Linked DNA regions of Cyprinus carpio: region 2 is linked to region 1. Evidence: chromatin contacts called from public Hi-C data. All regions are on one chromosome and are shown on one strand. Each heading gives the region's core, a stretch centred on a gene start, on an enhancer-like site or on the middle of the called end of the contact. The rest is flanking DNA. Distances are from core to core; before and after follow the strand shown. Region 1 holds the start of LOC109068867 (myocardin-related transcription factor B-like). Region 2 holds the start of snx29 (sorting nexin-29).

The links. A called contact is a pair of places that touch in the nucleus more often than the background predicts.
Region 2: a contact with region 1 is called in a Hi-C map of skeletal muscle, with 5 times the contacts expected there. The contact joins the promoter of snx29 here to the promoter of LOC109068867 in region 1. A contact is called at or near these places in 3 of 8 Hi-C or Micro-C datasets (liver and skeletal muscle).

What each region holds. Positions count from the first base shown.
Region 1 is chrB12:11,232,469-11,238,563 of ASM1834038v1, reverse strand. LOC109068867 (myocardin-related transcription factor B-like) reads left to right here and starts at 3,476. Exons shown (of 15, transcript XM_042735343.1): 1 at 3,476-4,000. It overlaps ercc4 (DNA repair endonuclease XPF), which reads left to right. Exons shown (of 11, transcript XM_042735344.1): 6 at 12-134; 7 at 248-355; 8 at 438-1,005; 9 at 1,153-1,245; 10 at 1,352-1,464; 11 at 1,548-3,357. The coding sequence ends at 2,278.
Region 2 is chrB12:11,484,870-11,490,964 of ASM1834038v1, reverse strand. It overlaps snx29 (sorting nexin-29), which reads left to right and starts at 3,606. Exons shown (of 23, transcript XM_042735346.1): 1 at 3,606-3,992; 2 at 4,121-4,126; 3 at 4,295-4,374; 4 at 4,923-4,987; 5 at 5,632-5,684; 6 at 5,809-5,933. The coding sequence starts at 4,320. LOC109107798 (tumor necrosis factor receptor superfamily member 17-like) reads left to right here and starts at 1,444. Exons shown (of 3, transcript XM_019120995.2): 1 at 1,444-1,643; 2 at 2,227-2,367; 3 at 2,650-3,439. The coding sequence starts at 1,490. The coding sequence ends at 2,861. It overlaps LOC109107285 (a long non-coding RNA gene), which reads left to right. Exons shown (of 2, transcript XR_006156087.1): 2 at 1-364.

The sequences.
Region 1 (6,095 bases), core at 2,227-4,726:
TTTTGAATCAGGTTGGCTATTCTTGGACTCAAGCACATCAATGTTTGTAAATGCTCGCAGTCGTGTGTATCGCATTCAGGAGTCAAAGAAGAAACTTAAAGTTGGAGAGACTGACCAGAAACAAAGTGCCCTAGGTACAATATGTTTGATGTATAATGTTTCTTAGAAAAAGTGTTTACATACTTTGTTTCAGATTTTAATACACGTGCATATTAGTATCTTCTTTTCTATTTATGTATAAAACTAGCCCCTCCAATAAGAGAGCTTGTGCTTGAGAAAAATCCAAAATGGGAAGCGCTAACAGAGGTACTACGGGAGATTGAGAAAGAAAACAGCAACCGTGAGCATGAACCAGGTAAAACCATTTAACAGTTAAGTGTTTCATGATAACCATTCATATCCAAAACATTAAGTTAAATTAGTTGTCTGTACACCAGGCCGTGTGTTGATATGCGCCAGTGATGACAGAACATGCGCTCAGCTGAAAGAATACATCCAAAAAGGAGCGGAGCACCTACTGAATCGCCTTTATTCACGCACCATTGGAAAAGAAGATCCTCAGCCTGATTTGCTGAAGCTTGACAAAGGCTGGCCCAAGAAGGACTCCGCTAAGAGCAAAGGGAAAAACGGGCAGCCGAAAAAACCCAAAACCAACTCAAAGAAACTAACAAAGAATGAGAGGCCGTCAAGAGTCTCTCAGATGGAAAGGCAGGAAGATGGAGCTGAAAAGGACCTAATTGGAAACAGTGAAGATGAAGGAAGGATGGCTGAAGAGGAAGAGGAAGAAGAAGAGATTCTTCTTGATCTTTCTTCCGATGACTACTATGGCATTCTTAAAGAGCCGTTGACTGTCATTCACCCATTGAAGGGATGCAGCGACCCGTACAGTTTGACACGGGTGTTGCATGAAGTTGACCCCATGTTTGTTGTTTTGTATGATGCTGAACTCAGTTTTGTGCGGCAACTTGAGATTTATAAAGCCAGCAGGCCAGGAAAACCTCTCCGGTGCGTATATTGGCATGGAGCAAATGTATATTCTAAGAAACAGAAATAGTACTTAAAGTTTGGGGTCAGTAAGATTTTTTTTAAAAATGTTTTTGAAATAACTTGTAATCGATTTAACTTTCCTGATTGTTTTCCCCTCGTGTTTAGTGTGTATTTTCTTATATATGGAGGCTCGACAGAAGAACAGAGGTATCTTACAGTCTTGAGCAAGGAAAAACAAGCATTCGAGTACCTCATAAGGTTAGCTCAATATTTCCTATTTATCTGAAGGAAAATATTAGCTCAACTGCATTATCTTTTCGTGACACCGCTTATTTTAAAAACTGCTCTTTTCTTTTTAAAATAGGGAAAAGGCCAGCATGGTTGTGCCAGAAGAGAGAGAGGGTAGGGAAGACACCAACCTAGATCTTGTCCGCAGTCAGGAACCTGCAAATGCCACCACCAACACCCGCAAAGCAGGTAAACCTTCATTGTTCCCTGTGATGTATTCATAAAATATGGTTTTGTCAGTGTGCTGAATAATGGTTGATATGTTCAATTAGGGGGTCGTGAAGAGGTTAAAGAGCCGCAGCGAATTATAGTTGACATGCGGGAGTTCCGCAGTGAGCTTCCTTCCCTTCTGCATCAACGGGGTCTCGACATTGAACCCGTCACCTTAGAGGTTGGCGACTACATACTGACTTCAGAGATCTGCGTGGAGCGCAAAAGTGTCAGCGACCTCATTGGTTCCCTGCAGAGTGGGCGTCTCTACACACAGTGCCTCTCTATGTCTCGATTCTATCGGCGTCCCGTGCTGCTTATCGAGTTTGACCCTGCAAAGCCTTTCTCCCTGATGGCCCGCAGTGACTTCCGTCAGGAGATCTCTGCCAGTGACGTCACCTCCAAACTGACCCTCCTCACCCTCCATTTCCCCCGCCTGAGGCTGCTCTGGTGCCCATCTCCCTACGTGACAGCAGAGCTGTTTCAGGAGCTCAAACACGGCCGCCCAGAGCCTGATGCTGCTACAGCTCAGGCTGTTACTGCAGAATCAGAGACGGTGACGGAATCAGCAGACATGTACAACCCCGGCCCTCACGACTTCTTGCTCCGTATGCCTGGAGTCAATGTGAAAAACTTCAAGAGCCTTATAAAACATGCTTCCTGTCTGGCTGATCTTGTAACATTTAGTCAGGATAAGCTTAGTGAGATATTGGGCAGTAGTAGCAACGCCAGGCAGCTTTATGAATTCCTACACAATCCAATGGATGTGGTGCCTGTTCTGAAAAACAAGTAGACATCGTAAAGAAGAAAAGTATTTGCATCGTAATCTCAGGTTTGGTAATTGTGCCTGTCTGTTATGAAATTGTTGTATAAAATGCAGTGAGTGAATTATTGTATTGTATTACTGAATATTTAAATAGATAGTTCAATCAAAAATGAAAATTCTGTCATTAATTACTCACCCTCATGTCGTTCCAAACCTGTAAGGCCTTCGTTCATCTTTGAAACACATTAAGATATTTTTGATGAATTCCGAGAGCTCTCTGACCCTCCCATAGACAGCAACGATCCTAACATGATCAAGGTCCAGAACATAGTAAGGACATTGTTAAAATAATTCATATGAGATCAATTGTTCAACCGTAATACGAGAGTATGAAGCTATGAGAAAACTTTTTTTGTGTGCAAAGAAAACAAAAATAATGACTTTATTCAACAATTCATCTCCCCTGCGTCACCCTGTAGTGCCATTTTGGAGAGTATCACATATGTAAACAACGTGTGTATGCAGATACATTGTTTACGCTTTGATCTGAATGTAAACAACGTATCTGCGTACATACGTTGTTTATGTGTGTGATACTCTCCAAAATGCCACTAGGGTGATGCGGAGGAGACGAATCGTTGAATGAAGTCATTATTTTAGTTTTCTTTGCGCACAAAAAGTATTCTCGTAGCTTCGTGAAATTACGGTTGAACCACTGATGTCACATGGATTATTTTAACGATGTCCTTACTATTTTTCTTGACCTAGATAGGGTTAGAACCCTTGCTGTCTATGGGAACTTCAGAAAGCTCTCAGATTTCATTAAAAATTTGTTATTCGAAGTTGAATGAAGGCCTTACAGGTTTGGAACGACATAAGTAATTAGTAATAAATGACAGAATTTTTATTTTGGTTAACTATCCCTTTAAAATTTAAATACCTTGTTTGCTAGAATCAAACTTTCCAGTTTGTAATGACTAGTGACATTGCTGTGTGATATTTAAATGCTGTTATTTGCTTATTTTAAAATGTAATATTTTCATTGGCAAATTCCACTTTTAGAAAAAGTTAAAATTTGTGTCATGAATAAATTATTTCTGTAATTATCTCTGTGTATTTAACACAATATTTAAATCCTGTCATTTACTCACTCAGATATTGTTCCAAAACTGCAGGATGTTGTTCTTTGACTACTTTTATAATAACTCAGTGTTTCCGTACCATGAAGGTAATTGGTGACTGAGAAGTAAAAGTGAAACGAAAATCTATATTTTTGGGTTAACTGTACCTTTAATCAATCCTGCCTAAATCAGCAGTAATTTTATTCAAATTAAACACATTTTAATGAAGTTGTAACATATACAAAAAGATAGACGGAACATTGGCGCCCCACGATGGTGACTGGCCTGTAACACCTCTGTTTGCGTCACCGAGTTCAGACGAGCATCGGCCATCTTACTTCCTCAAAAAAAGAGAAAAACTTCAGTCCCAAAGAAAAACAGAATCAATCCCTGGATACATGGGTGACAACATCAAGGACAGTTATGGAGTATTAAACCAAGGGGCTACAGCAAGCTAGACACAGCTATAGGGAACAGGGTAAGAAGCGACATTATATGGCAGTAAGAGATTTAATGTGTAGCGCTGTAGTTCTCATGCTAGACTGTTTGCTGATTTGAGGATTGAGCCATTGACAATCACGGAGCATGACGGTCATGTACACTCTAAAATAAAAACAAACATGAAACTGTGAGTATTCTCGGATGAGCTTTACATTACCTGTATGTCGTGAAAAAAGGCTACTTGCATGATAACTTACTGTATTATCTGTAAACATTGAGTTTTGATGTCTGTAGATCAACACTGCTGTTTCACATGATGTTTATGCTGAGACACTGGGGTTTACATGTTGAGCCCCTCAGTGTCAGCTACTGTAGGCCGAGGAGAAGGGTCTGTTGATGATTTAAGTATCTGTATGGCAGAAAGATTAAACGCACTGGAAGTTTTTGCATCCTCTTTGTGTCTCATTGACTCTCCTGGTGAAACCGAAACTCCATGTGAATGAGTGTAAACAACCTATTAGATCTGCAGTCTTCAAACAACTCGTGAGTCATACACAGGTGTAACTTTATATGGGAAGCTCTTAGACTACACTCCTGGCATCTCCACTTCATGCCACCGCAAGTCATGAATGTCAGAAATCAAATTCTGTAGTGCCTGGTTGCAAGATTTATGCTCTGTCATGTGTTTTTGATTAGAAATGTATAGTTTGCCACAAAATCGAGATTTCACATGCTATTATTTGCTTGATCTTTCTTGGTTTCATGCAAATTTTGTTTTTACCACATTATCCACATATCTAGATTTCTTATAAATACAGAAAGCAGCATTTTTTTTATTTTTTTTTTTATTTTACCAAGTGTATCCTGTAGTCTCAGCTATTGACTACGATCCCTAAGTTTTGATTAGTTAACCAGCAGTCCTCAACCTTTTTCGGACAAAGAACCCCTAGGTGAGACATACTGCATAAAATTGAGTGTTGTCTGTTTAATAATAGTGTGTTTAGTATCATATTATTGTTACTAGGGATGCACAATATATCGGCCACCATATCGTTATCGGCCGATAAATGCTAATTTTTTCTGTTATCGGTATCGGCCCAATAAGAAAATTTGGCCGATATCTTACAGCAGATAAATAATGCATTTTATCCTTCAGAAACACTTGACCTGAGACAACTTGTTTGCATTATTTATGCATTATTTTATTTATTTGTAAGAATTTTTGTGATGAAATTTGGTAATGGGAGAGTAAAACTATTTTTAAAATGTACACTGTTCAAACTAGGCTGCTTATGTTGAAGTTTTTGGGTTGTGGCTTTTAATAATGAGACCTTTTTTTGTAATCAGGCTCTCAAAAGTACATAAAATTTTGGATATAGATTTATCGGCCAACATATCGGTTATCGGCATTCAAATAAAAAAATTATTATTGGTTATCAAAAAAAAACAAAATCATCATAAAAGCTCAACACAAATTGTTACTGTATAATTATTATACTTATTGTGTGAGAGAATGACACATTTAGCTCAGAGTTGTTATCATTAATTAAAACTATGAAAGTTTTTGAAATTAAGCTGAATTTAACATAAATATAATATGAATGTGAAGTGTATTGTAAATAACAAAGGAAAATACTACATATGGAAATCAGAAATGTTGTAAGTAACTGCAATGAATTAAGTTGACTTTAACAGGAAGTTCTAAAATAAAAACTGAAATATAAAAATAAAGCTAAATAGAAATATAAAAAAAGAAAGTAATAAAATGACAGCCGTACACAACAAACTTAAAATGAAAACTGAAAATATAAAACAAAATCTAATTCAATATATCAAGTAATGCTTTATAAATTATACTAAAATAACAGATTTTTAGCTGTACTTCAGATTATTAACTTTTTCTTTGTTTTGGGAATTTTCTTTTTTAATTTTAATTCAAAAAATATTTTTTATAACATTGGCAGACCACCCAAACTTACTTGACTTTAGGATGTACACTGGCAACTGCATTAAAATGCTAAATTGGTACATATCTTTACGCATCTGGGACATTTCATAATGGATAAATTCTTTAGTGTACATGCATGGACTTTTTATTGATTCCCCACATGAAATCATTAATGGACCATTTGTCAAAAGTTAATCTTAAAGTTTGTCATTAACCTCTCTGAGGAAGTTGAGCACAAGTGCTGGGCCGAAGTAAACTAAACATTTATCTTGTGCCAGCCCACCTTGTTTCTCTCCTTTGATGAACACATGGAAATCATTGCTTGTGCACATGA
Region 2 (6,095 bases), core at 2,357-4,856, 250 kb before region 1:
CATCTGCATCCATGCGGCCTAGAAATGACTTGCCTTTAAGTGCTTTAGAGATCTTTAGGATCATCAGTTTTTTCGGCTACATTTATATATAATTGTTCATACATATATTTTTTAAAAATATCGTTTATGATTTCCACTTTTAATCCAGTTAAACTAAAATATGTTTGTGTTATTTAATATAATATGCTAGTCAAATATACTTGATTTTTATCATTTTCATGTTGTGTTTTTGTGCTATTTTTACTGTTGTCCTAATATATCTAATAAGCAGTGCTTGCTTTTATGTGTTTATAGCAGTATCAGGAATCTATTATTTGTGTGTTATGTATACAGACTTTTGCAATTAAAATAATTTAAGAACATATTTATTAGTCCGTTTTTATTTTATTCGAAAGGTCACTATTGAAAGTTTAAACTATTGACACACTGTAAAAAATGATGATAAAATTAACTATAAAAGACTTTGGTTAACAGGAAGATACCTACATATGAGTACAAATTGTAATATAATGTTAGTTTACAGTAAAACTGTTAAATGCAAATGTAAAGTATTATTTCATGTTTTGCCCATGGTGACACTTCACATTTGATGGTATTTCTTTTAGGTTTTAGTTATCATTCATATATATTAGGGTTTTATGTTACAATTAATGTTATTAATGTTTATTGCATTATTTTAGTGTCAATGTGTGTTACATGAATGTAGACGGTATATAAATGGGAAGTCATGGCCTAATGGTTAGAGAGTTTAACTCCTAACCCTAAGGTTGTGGGTTCGAGTCTCAACTGAGGTGCCCTTGAGCAACCCCAAATCGAACCCCCAATTGTTCCCCGGGCGCCGCAGCATAAACGGCTGCCCACTGTTCCGGGTGTGTGTTCACGGTCTTACGTCACTTTTTTCACATTTTTAGAGTTAGTAATGTATGAGTCAAAATCACAGCACGAATTCTGAGTATGGGTCACCATACTTGGCTGTATGTCACTTCACTCATATTAGTATTTATTTACCTCAGCTTGTGGAAAGGCTGCTTGTGATGAACTTTGGTTCTTCATGTGGTTTTCTCTTTACTACCTGTGTTGTTATGGTGGTTATCAGTATATGTTAAAGGTACAAAACAGATTTTAGTAGCACGTGGACTTCACAGGCTTGAATTGTAATTTAAAAAAAAAAAATGATAGTTTTAAACTGTAAAATTTATAGGTTGTTTTATAAATATGGACAGAATTATTCCGAAGCTGCTAGTTTTTGTCTGTAAAAACAATATTTTTTTTCTTTTTCTCAATGTAGTTATATAAATAGATCAAAATGGATTTTTTTAGTCATTTTGTCATGAGACAATGTGACTAAAATTTAAACTGATGTCAACGTGAAAGACAAAAATGTTGATGCCTCAGGGACATCCCCTTCTTGAGACATATTTACATACTGGGGCATAATAAAATGTTGGCTGCTGTGTAAGTTCAGTGACGCCTAGCACCTCAGTGGAAGATGCTTCTCTTTATTTTGCTGCTTTACATTATTATTTATGCTGAGGGAAAATGTGCAAAGAATTATTATTACGATGGACTTCTTGAGGAGTGTCAGCATTGCTCCATTAGATGCAACTCCCCACCAATTATTTGCAAAATATTTTGTACCTCAAGTAAGTATCATTTTTATATCTGATTTAAAACCTTTTTCATTTCATTTTCATTTTCAAAACTAAGACTAAGATAGTTGTACAAGCACATTGAATTTACTCATTTTATGTATAAATGTAATAGTTACAGTTATGGTAAGTCAACATACTACTTGCAGAATCAGTAAGTTGTTTTGTCTTGTAACATTTATATATATATATATATATATATATATATATATATATATATATATATATATATATATATATACATATACATATATATGTTAAAAGTCAAATATGTTAAAAGACAATCTTGAGGATATAAACTAATTTGTCTTTTGAAATATATGGGTAATAGAAATGCATAAAAATAGCAATTCAGAGTTTCTTTAGAACAGTGCAACAAAAAATACCAAATGCAATTATTCTTTTTTCTTTTTTTCAAAGAATAGTATTTTTAAATACAATAATTTAAACAAAATAATTTAAACTTTTGTTATTTCTGCAAAAGGAATGGCCACTTATGAGTAGAACTGTATGATGAAGTCCACAATGTTTTATGATTTCAGTCTCTTATTCAGTACCTCTTATGTGTCCTTTTCAGTTCCAGAAAATGAAGTTGAAAAGAATCAAAATATCCGTTTAATTTTGATCGTGTTTTTTGCGTTCCTGGGAGCTTTCACAGCACTGACCATTATTCTGCGAGTTATACGCAGAAAAACCTGTAAGCCCATCATGAACAAAGGTATATTGCACTTTTGATAGAAAAATGTAGACAGTTTTGTCCAAATTATAATACATTGCTTCAAATATTAGCACTTTACTATAAGTGTCATAATCATAGGACATACATTTATTTTTAGTTTACTGTACTTGATGTTATGTATGGCATTATTACAACAAATATATTATTTGATTTAATATGATTTGTATGTCTAAATATGCTTAAGCTAGCAGTCATTGTTTTTATAATGACATTAATTGTGTGGGAAACAAATTCTTATAAAGTCAATGAAATGTCACACAGTGATAGGTCAAGAACAAAAGACTGACAGCGAAAGAGGCTCGAATGTCACAGAGCAGTCTGAAGATACGGATGAAGCTTCAACTGATTTCCCCGATGGATTGAACCAGCATCACTACAACTCCAACCTGCCTCTTCCCTCCACTGAGGAAGGCACTACATTGCTGGTTACCACAAAGACAGTGCAAGCTTACCACTGTACACCTGTTATATAGAGAGGAGGTCACTGGAACTTTCATAACACTGCACATCACCTGGTGAAGGATGATATCGGGCATCGCCTCATCCTTACTCTGTCCAGACTGGATAAAACTGTCACGACTGCTGGATGCACTAATAATGGACACAGGACTTGAACTTGAACACAGGATGGAAATATCTGACTGTCAGAAGTGAACATCTCAGTGTTATTTAGATTTTAGAATTGATAAAATACTAGAAAAAAAATTCACCATACTTTGTCCAAAAGGTCACTCTTACAATTTTTTTTTATCAATGCAAACCCAGTACACATTTATGCTGTATCTTTGTTCAATTAAAATGTGTTACTTCAATTATGAAGTCTTACAGTTTGTAAATATACTTGCATGACATTTATGTAATAAATTCTTAAAAGGATTTTTTTTTTAATCAGCCATCACCTTTTACATTTACAATACATGACATTTAATCGATCTGTTGTTAGGCACAATAGTAGGCTCAGTCAACATTTACTGTCACTGTACGAAAAGAGTGACGGAAGTTGTCGGTTCCCAACAATCTGCCAAACATTTCCTTTCCAGCTTTGAGTTTCTCATTAGAAATAAATTCATACTAGTTTGGAACGACACGAGGGTGAGTAAACGATGACGGAGTATTCGTGTACGTGTGAATTGTCTCATCATTAATCAGACTTTCAGAATCCACTGACGTAGATTCGACTTCCAAATAGTTTTCGACCCACGTGACAATGTTGCCGTCACGTGACACCAGGGCAACGTCATGTGACTGACACGAGCGCCGTACAGTGGCATTAGCGAGCTCTCGTTAGCACAACGATACAGTTTAACTCGGAAAAAACAAAACCCAGTTCACTCATGCTAAATAGTAAACCCTTACGATACTTCATAAACAGAATATTCATAGTTGTGATGCATTAAACGGCTTTAAAAACTGCTAGTGTTGTCTAAGCTAGGCCTCGTTGTACTGTAACTGCTCTGCAAATGAAACTATGGAGAACGACCCAAAATGTAAACAGTGTTGTTAAACATCTTTTGGCATTAATCTGATACTTTTGGGGACCTACACGACTGGGATTCATGTCGTTTGCTAAACCGTTTCATCTGGAATTTCAGAATGAACGGTGAGTTCATCTGAGGTGATGGATTCATGCTGTTACGTTGTTTATTTGTATATACAGCACATGTAATTGTTATCTAAATATTGTTTGTGAGGCAGCCAGAGGTTTCAGAACATTCAGCTCGTGTCACGGTAGTGTGAATATGCAGATCCTTAAATGTCATACTTATTTAAAGTTTGAAATTGCATAAAATAGAGTAAAATTTAACTTAAATTTTGATAACTTCAAAGTGTTAATCTGATCGGTCTGACTACATATCTCCATATCTACAGTAGCTGAAACAACTTCTTAATTTCTTTATTTGTTGTTTTGACAGGTCATTTCAAGTGATACTATGTTGGGGTTCATTCAAGTGCATGATATGAATCACAGTATGAATAACATTAATGGTAAAAGATTGACTGCATATATGTGACCCTGGACCACAAAACCAGTCATAAGGCTCAATTTCTCGAAATTGAGATGTATACATCATCTAAACGCTGAATAAATAAACTTTCCATTGATGTATGGTTCATTAGGATAGGACAATATTTGGCTGAGATACAACTATTTGAAAATCTGGAATCTGAGGGTGCAAACAAATCAGAATACTGAGAAAATCACCTTTAAAGTTGTCCAAATAAAGTTCTTAGTAATGTTTATTACTAATCAAAAATTAGGTTTTGATTTATTCACGGTAAGAAATGTATAAAATATCTTCATGGAACAAGATCTTAACTTAATATCCTAATGATTTTTGACATAAAAGAAAAATCAATAATTTTGACCCGTACAATGCTTTTTCGGCTATTGCTAAAAACATACCCCAGCGACTTAAGACTGATTTGAATTGATGGTCCAGCGTCACATATATAAATGTCTGTATCTCTTTATTTTAAGTGTGTTTATGCTGGTAAATTCAGCCAGTAATATTTCAGGACACTGTACCTTACAGACGCGCAGCAAAATGACCTGAAAAGGCAAAACCTGTTGGAGAGACTTCTTGATGCAGTTAAACAGGTAAGGTGACATTGAGTTGTTTCATTGACTGTATGATAATTAATTTCAGTCACTAATTAAAGTCACCTGGATGACTGGTGTTTTAGTACTGAATGAATGTGTATATATATATATATATATATATATATATATATATATATATATATATATATATATATATATATATATATATATATTACACTTGTTAAATAAATTTTACTCTTATTAGTGTTATAATATTGTCCAAATGTACAAGTATCTGTTAATCAGCTGATGTTTTGGCTTAGAAAAAAATATGAATCCTAATGATAAACAGCTGTTTTGCCTTTTTTTGCGCCTATTTTGCCTTTGCCTTCTTATGAACAAACACTCCAGTGTTACATAATGCCCTATTGAGCCATGCCATTTTTATTTTGAGTGCAGAAAACTGTTTATGTTTCTCTCACTTACCAGCTGTTGTATTTAGTGAGTTTAGCACCAATAGTTAATCAGGTTATTAAATATTAATATTTATCTAGGTGCCCATTAAGCTACTGCAGGGGTCTGTGAAGAAGATCTATAATGAAATGACATTTTCAACTGTTTGAATAATTTGTATTTTGCAATATAATAATGTTAGTTAAGGGCCGAAAATGATTTTTTAAAATTAATTATCTTCTCCTCAGTGCCAAATTCGCTTTGGTGGCAGGAAGGAGATTGCCTCGGATTCTGATAGCAGGTGCCATAAAAAGATTACCTATTTATTTAGAAATCTGAATAATAATAAATAAATGGTTTGATACGATTAAGTCAACATTATGTGCTTTAACTAAATAATTTTTTCCCTCTTTTGGTGTTTGTAGAGTCATATGCCTGTGTGCCCAGTTTGAAGCGGTACTTCAACATGGCTTGAGGAAAAGCCGTGGTTTAGCCCTCACAGCAGCTGCCATTAAACATGCTGCTGGATTTAGCAGTAAAACTGAAGCAGGTACTGTATCTGATTCCATCAAATAATGGTCACCCAGACCTTACTTTCTGTCACTCACCTTTTTCCAACCATATAAATTGATGTATGATCTTCAGAATGAACATGCTGAAAAGAAGTGTTTTTCCAAGCTTTCACTCACTGAACTCTTTGCTCTACTTAATG